Regions from separate parts of the Capsicum annuum genome. Here region 1 is linked to region 2. The links are chromatin contacts, called in public Hi-C maps. All regions are on one chromosome and are shown on one strand. Each heading gives the region's core, a stretch centred on a gene start, on an enhancer-like site or on the middle of the called end of the contact. The rest is flanking DNA. Distances are from core to core; before and after follow the strand shown. Region 1 holds the start of LOC107841935 (protein transport protein SFT2). Region 2 has its middle 12 kb from the start of LOC107841893.

What was found. A called contact is a pair of places that touch in the nucleus more often than the background predicts.
Region 1: a contact with region 2 is called in a Hi-C map of bud, with 2.2 times the contacts expected there. The contact joins the promoter of LOC107841935 here to the enhancer-like site in region 2. A contact is called at or near these places in 3 of 5 Hi-C or Micro-C datasets (bud, leaf and placenta).

What each region holds. Positions count from the first base shown.
Region 1 is chr9:204,080,139-204,082,838 of UCD10Xv1.1, forward strand. LOC107841935 (protein transport protein SFT2) reads right to left here and starts at 1,288. Exons shown (of 5, transcript XM_047396452.1): 1 at 1,017-1,288. The coding sequence starts at 1,210.
Region 2 is chr9:204,023,964-204,026,663 of UCD10Xv1.1, forward strand. No RefSeq gene overlaps it. Among protein-coding and RNA genes, the nearest start is that of LOC107841893, 12 kb to the left of the region's middle. Within about 2 kb of position 1,443, at least 3 of the 5 cell types and tissues checked have an H3K27ac peak or open chromatin away from gene starts, as enhancers often do. A contact at or near this core is called in bud, where this site is marked.

The sequences.
Region 1 (2,700 bases), core at 38-2,537, 56 kb after region 2:
ATTGAACTGATTGTAACCCAAATATTAGAATTTCAATCTATTGGAAACAGTCTCTACTTTATCTGAGGTAGTAAGTACACTTTACCCTCCTCACACCCCACTTTGTGGGAATACACTGGGTATATTATTGTTATTGTAATCGTAGATATATTGATGGTGATTGAACTGGGTTTTGATCCAAATATTGGAAAATTCATTTCCACATTAATAATAGCATTTTTTTTTTGATAACCGTACTGTCCGGGCCAGCTTGCGCGCACCTCGACCACGGGATACCTGCCACCTGCCACCTCCCACCAGCAACAGGTACCACCAGGTAACTCTGTCTACCAAAGCTAGAACAGATGGAAAGAAAAAACCTAGTGTTGTCTCTGCTAGGAATTGAACCTGAGAACTCATTATGCTCATTCCAACTTGATAAAAAAGCGAAAATTGAACTGGGTAATCATCCAATACTTGAATTTCATTTCCATTTCCATGTCTATTAATGTAGAATTCTTCAAACAAACATGATAACACGTCAAAAAAATCAAAAATTAAACTGGGTTTTCATCCAAATACTTGAATTTCCATTTCTTTTCCATATATTTGATAGCAAATTCTTCAACAAACCGTCATAACACATCAAAAAAATCGAAAATTAAACTGGGTTGTCATCCAAATATTACATAAAATGCATCAAAAATCAAACTGAGTTTTCATCCAAATACTCCATTTTCAAATAAATTAATAGCAAATTCTTCAAGCAAACATCATAATGCATCAAAAAAAATCAAAAAAATTTCAACTAAATACTCAAATTTCCATTTTTCCATATACATTAATAGCAAATTCTTCAAGAAATACTTCATAAAGGGTCAAAAAAAATCAAAAAATGGACTAGGTTTTCATCCAAATACTCCATTTTCACATAAATTATAATAGCAAATTCTTCAAGCAAACATCATATAATGCATCAAAAAAAACAAAAATTCCACTGAATTTTCACCCAAATAATTTCAATATAGCAAACTTACACGTTAAAAGTACCAGAGACTTTATCATTAGCGGTTCTAACAGCAGCTTCAAGATCGAAACCAAGATCAGATGATGAACCTTGATTATCTTGATCAGCAGCATAAGCATTCCAATCAGCTAATAATGATGATGGGTTTTTATCTACATCATTACTTGGTCCTCCTGTAAACCATGATTGTGCTGTTTTATGCATTATTATGATTTACGGGAATTTTGGACTAGGACAATTGGTACTTGTTGAGTGAGAGAGATCTAATGTTTTTTTTTCCATTGGCCAAATCCATTAATAGCCTTAAACTTGTTACTAAAATTTACTTAGACCTAAATTAAAATTTGTACCTATCAAACTCCACCCAATTTGATTTTAATTGAGCATTTTTTATCCAATCAGCTAAAAGCTAAATTGTGTATTGCACACACACTGACATGACAAAAATTAACCAATAAAAAAAAAAGAACATGGCCAAAAAAAATTATAAGTGGAATTTTTTATTTTTCCCTTTTTCCTATTTAATTATCTATTTACTAATAATTTCTTAATTAAAAAAAAAAAAAAAAAACACCCCACCCCCGTAGTCGTCTTCTTCACCATACCCCCATGTCGTCATCCATCCACCCACAAATGACAATTGATCTACCCCCACCCCTACATCCACCCTCACCCCGCCCCTCCCTCCTCCATCAACTTCTCTTCATCATCCTAAATCGCCATTAAAGACGAAATCAGTGACAACCAGAATTTGATACTTATAATCAGGAATGAAAATTGGGGCATGGAGAAAACGTGACTTGTATCTTGGCGGAGCAAACAAGGAGCTCTGTGAGATATGGGAACTCTGTTGGTTTTTGTCGCACTGGACTTCTCAAATTATGACATCACATTCCCCTCTCTGATTGGCCTATGATTTCTCCGACCAACCTAAGCAAACAACCCTCCATTGGTATATGTTGCTACAAATACTCCCTCCATTTCAAACTTTTCTGGAAACTGTCCACTCTGAAAAAGATTTCATCTTTCCAAAGAGGCAGTGATGATATTACTAAAGTTCCACTGGTCAATTGAAAAAGATTCCATCTTTCCTAATCGGTTCAATTCCCTATCTAAAGTTCATGGCTTTCATTATTTTTTTATTCTTTTATTAATTAAAAATTGTATTAACAAATTGTTAAGAATTTAAAGAAAAAAATAGAGATGAAGAAGATGACTGGGGGCTGATGGGGCGGGGGCGATGGAGGGCTGGGTTGAGGATGGGGTGCAGTGAATATGATAATGCGGGGAGGGGTAGTGAAGACGATGAATGGAAGGAGAGGGGGGTTTGTTGTTTTTTTTAAAAAAAAATTAAAAAATTATAATAATTAAAAATTTTATTAATAAAATAATTAAAATATAAGTTTTAATTTAAAAAATGTAAAATATTATTTTTTGTTCAACTCACTCTCACTCTCCTTGCCAAGTCAGCATTTTGTGCTTGATAGGTATCAATTTAAGTAGTTGAGGTGTCTGATAGGTACAAGTTAGGGGTCTAAGTGAATTTTCGGGACAAGTTTGAGGGGCTATTGATGGATTTGGCCTTTTCCATTTCAAAATAATGGGTAAACAAAAATAACCTTCATTTATTTAAAATGTCCTATTTGTTTTTTCACTCAAAAATACCCTTCAACTTTAACAGAGTGTCACCAAAT
Region 2 (2,700 bases), core at 193-2,692:
CATGTATATATCCGGTTAAGATAATTTCATAATATAATGAATGGCAATACGAAAACCATTGAATTTTTAATCTTTGTTCGTTCTTCAATGATTTGTAATTGTTTAAGAAATAAAAAACTTAAGGTTTTAGTATTTTAGTTGATGAAATTGTTTCGAAATTCATATATTAATTAATGTATCACATCAAATATTGATGATTCACCAAAACTTCATTTTTTAAAACAATTCAAATCTTTGTATTCTATAAGTTAATTAATTACCTATCAAGGTTTGTTGGACATATAGTCGGTTTAAAGAGCAATTGAAAAATAAAACCAAATGTGAAAGTGATAAATATATTAAACTATAACTTCAATTCAAACTAGAGTTATCGCTTAACCAATTAACTAAAATATGTCATTAAAAAAATCATTTATTCCATATCCACATCTTTATATGCAAGAGGGTATAAATAGATCTTATGCTACAATTGAATATAACCACAACTAAAAAGAAAAAAAAATGAGTTTTACAAGCCAATTATCAATGGCCAAAAGAGTTGTGAGCATGAGATTAGTAGGACTAATGAAAGTGAAAAAAATCACATGTTCATTTAATTATGCGAGATTAAGATGTGATTATGAGATTCAAGGGATAGATCAAGCAATAATTCAAAAAGGGTATGTCCCTATTGTTGTTGGAAATCATGAAGATGTATTGGAGAAAATCTTGATACCAATGAAGTTGATTAAGCATCCTTATGTTGTTAATTTGCTTGATTTTTCTGCTCATGAACTTGGTTACAATCAAGAAGGAACCTTAAGGATTTTGTGTCAAGTAGAAAGTTTCAAAAGAATGATGAATATAATTTCCAAAGGGAAGTGACCATGATGTTGGCAAGTTGGCATTCCAATTTTTAGTCTGACATCTAGGCACATCAACTCATCTTCATCGTGTCAGACGAACACTCAAACTTACAAGAGGATCATCTATACACCTCCAAAATTTATGTGTCACGTTAGTGTAGGTGTCCACGAGACACAGTTGGGAAGAGCTAGAGTGTCTAGTTGCCAGTTGAGGTGCCTAGATGTGCACTCCAAAAGTTAAACAGTTTACTTGCTAGCTAAGGCCAAATATGAGTGTTTGTTTATGTATTATACCTTAACAGAAGTTACAAAATTTAGACATAGTACGAACAACATATATGCTCCTCTACGTGCGATTGGGCCTGATTTTTTGTTTTATGGCAAGTGCGCTGAAATCCTTTTTATTGTTAATGGAGAACAACGATACATTTTCTAGCACTTTGGCGTCCTGCTTGCTCTGATAATATGTTGATGTCTAACCGGGCACAGTCCGTCTCATTTTGAGAGATTAGGGTTGTTATATGGGAAGCACAATGTGAAGTCATATTGCCTTTTTCCTTTTGACATAGTAGTTGGGTAAAGTTGGTGTCATGTATCCAGGAGGTTAAGGATTTAAGCTTTGAAAACAACCTCTAGCAGAAACACAAGGTGAGGCTGCGTACAATAGATCCTTGTGGTCGGGACGACCTTCCCTGAACCCTGCGCATAACTGAAGCTTTAGTGCACCGAACTTCCCTTTGATAGTAGTTGGGTAAAAGAATGTATGTTTATGTATTCCCATGTATATTTGTATGTGATATACATAATTATAAGTGATATACATATAATATATGTTTGTCATAGTGACAATTTTTCCAGTTCCATTTCTACTATGAATCTTTATATGCAAGATTGTGTATAAATAAATCTTATTCCATATCGAATACATCCACATTTATGAAAAAACTTGAGTTTACAAGCCAATGACCTGTCAAAAGAATTGTGAGAAACTGCTCATACCTTTGGTGTTTTTTGAAATGTAGTAATGAAGAAAATCTTGATAACAATGAAGTTAATTATTATATCTAGTATGAGTAATTTGCAAAAAAGACTAAAATTGCTAATTCATAAGCTTCAAAGTTTAGCTACACCTTTGCTTCAAAATTACTTTAGATCATATATTCAAATTACAATTGTAATATTCTAGAATTATTTGAAATTTGCTCGTATAAATTTCTAATTCCGTCAATGAATGCATAACTAATTCATAGTCAATCTCTAATCCCAACTCCAACCAAATATTTAGGCAGAATTTGAATAAATAAATAAGGACACAAAAAGTGCATTCTGTTATTTGTTGAGATCAATTCCAAAATAACATGTACCTAACTAAAAAATAACAAACGAATTGTACCAGAACAACTTTATCAGATGGCCTTAAAGTAGAAGATCACATAGGCCTAGGCAGATTCATGTTAGATATGTAAGGCTAAATTTGTAATGTTGGTTGGTAACACATGTGATGTTCTTTGTCCTCTTTTGCCTATTTAGGCACCATAGTATGATGGTAGGACAGTATTTTATCGGTCGATTTGATTGATGAGATAAGAATAATAATTTTAAGATAAAATATTTAAATTGTTTTATTTTATTTTTAATTTTTAATGTTAATAGTTTCAAGATTATTTTATATGAATTAGCTATTTCATATACAAAATGTATTACTAACCAATTCCAATAAAATATCTCAATCTGTAGTATATTCTTATCTATCCATCCCGCTTACCAAACAACTCCTTAAGAAGTTATTTTTGATGGTTGATCATCCAACTTGGAGTTTATGCAATACACATAAAAATCTAAAATTTGTAACAAA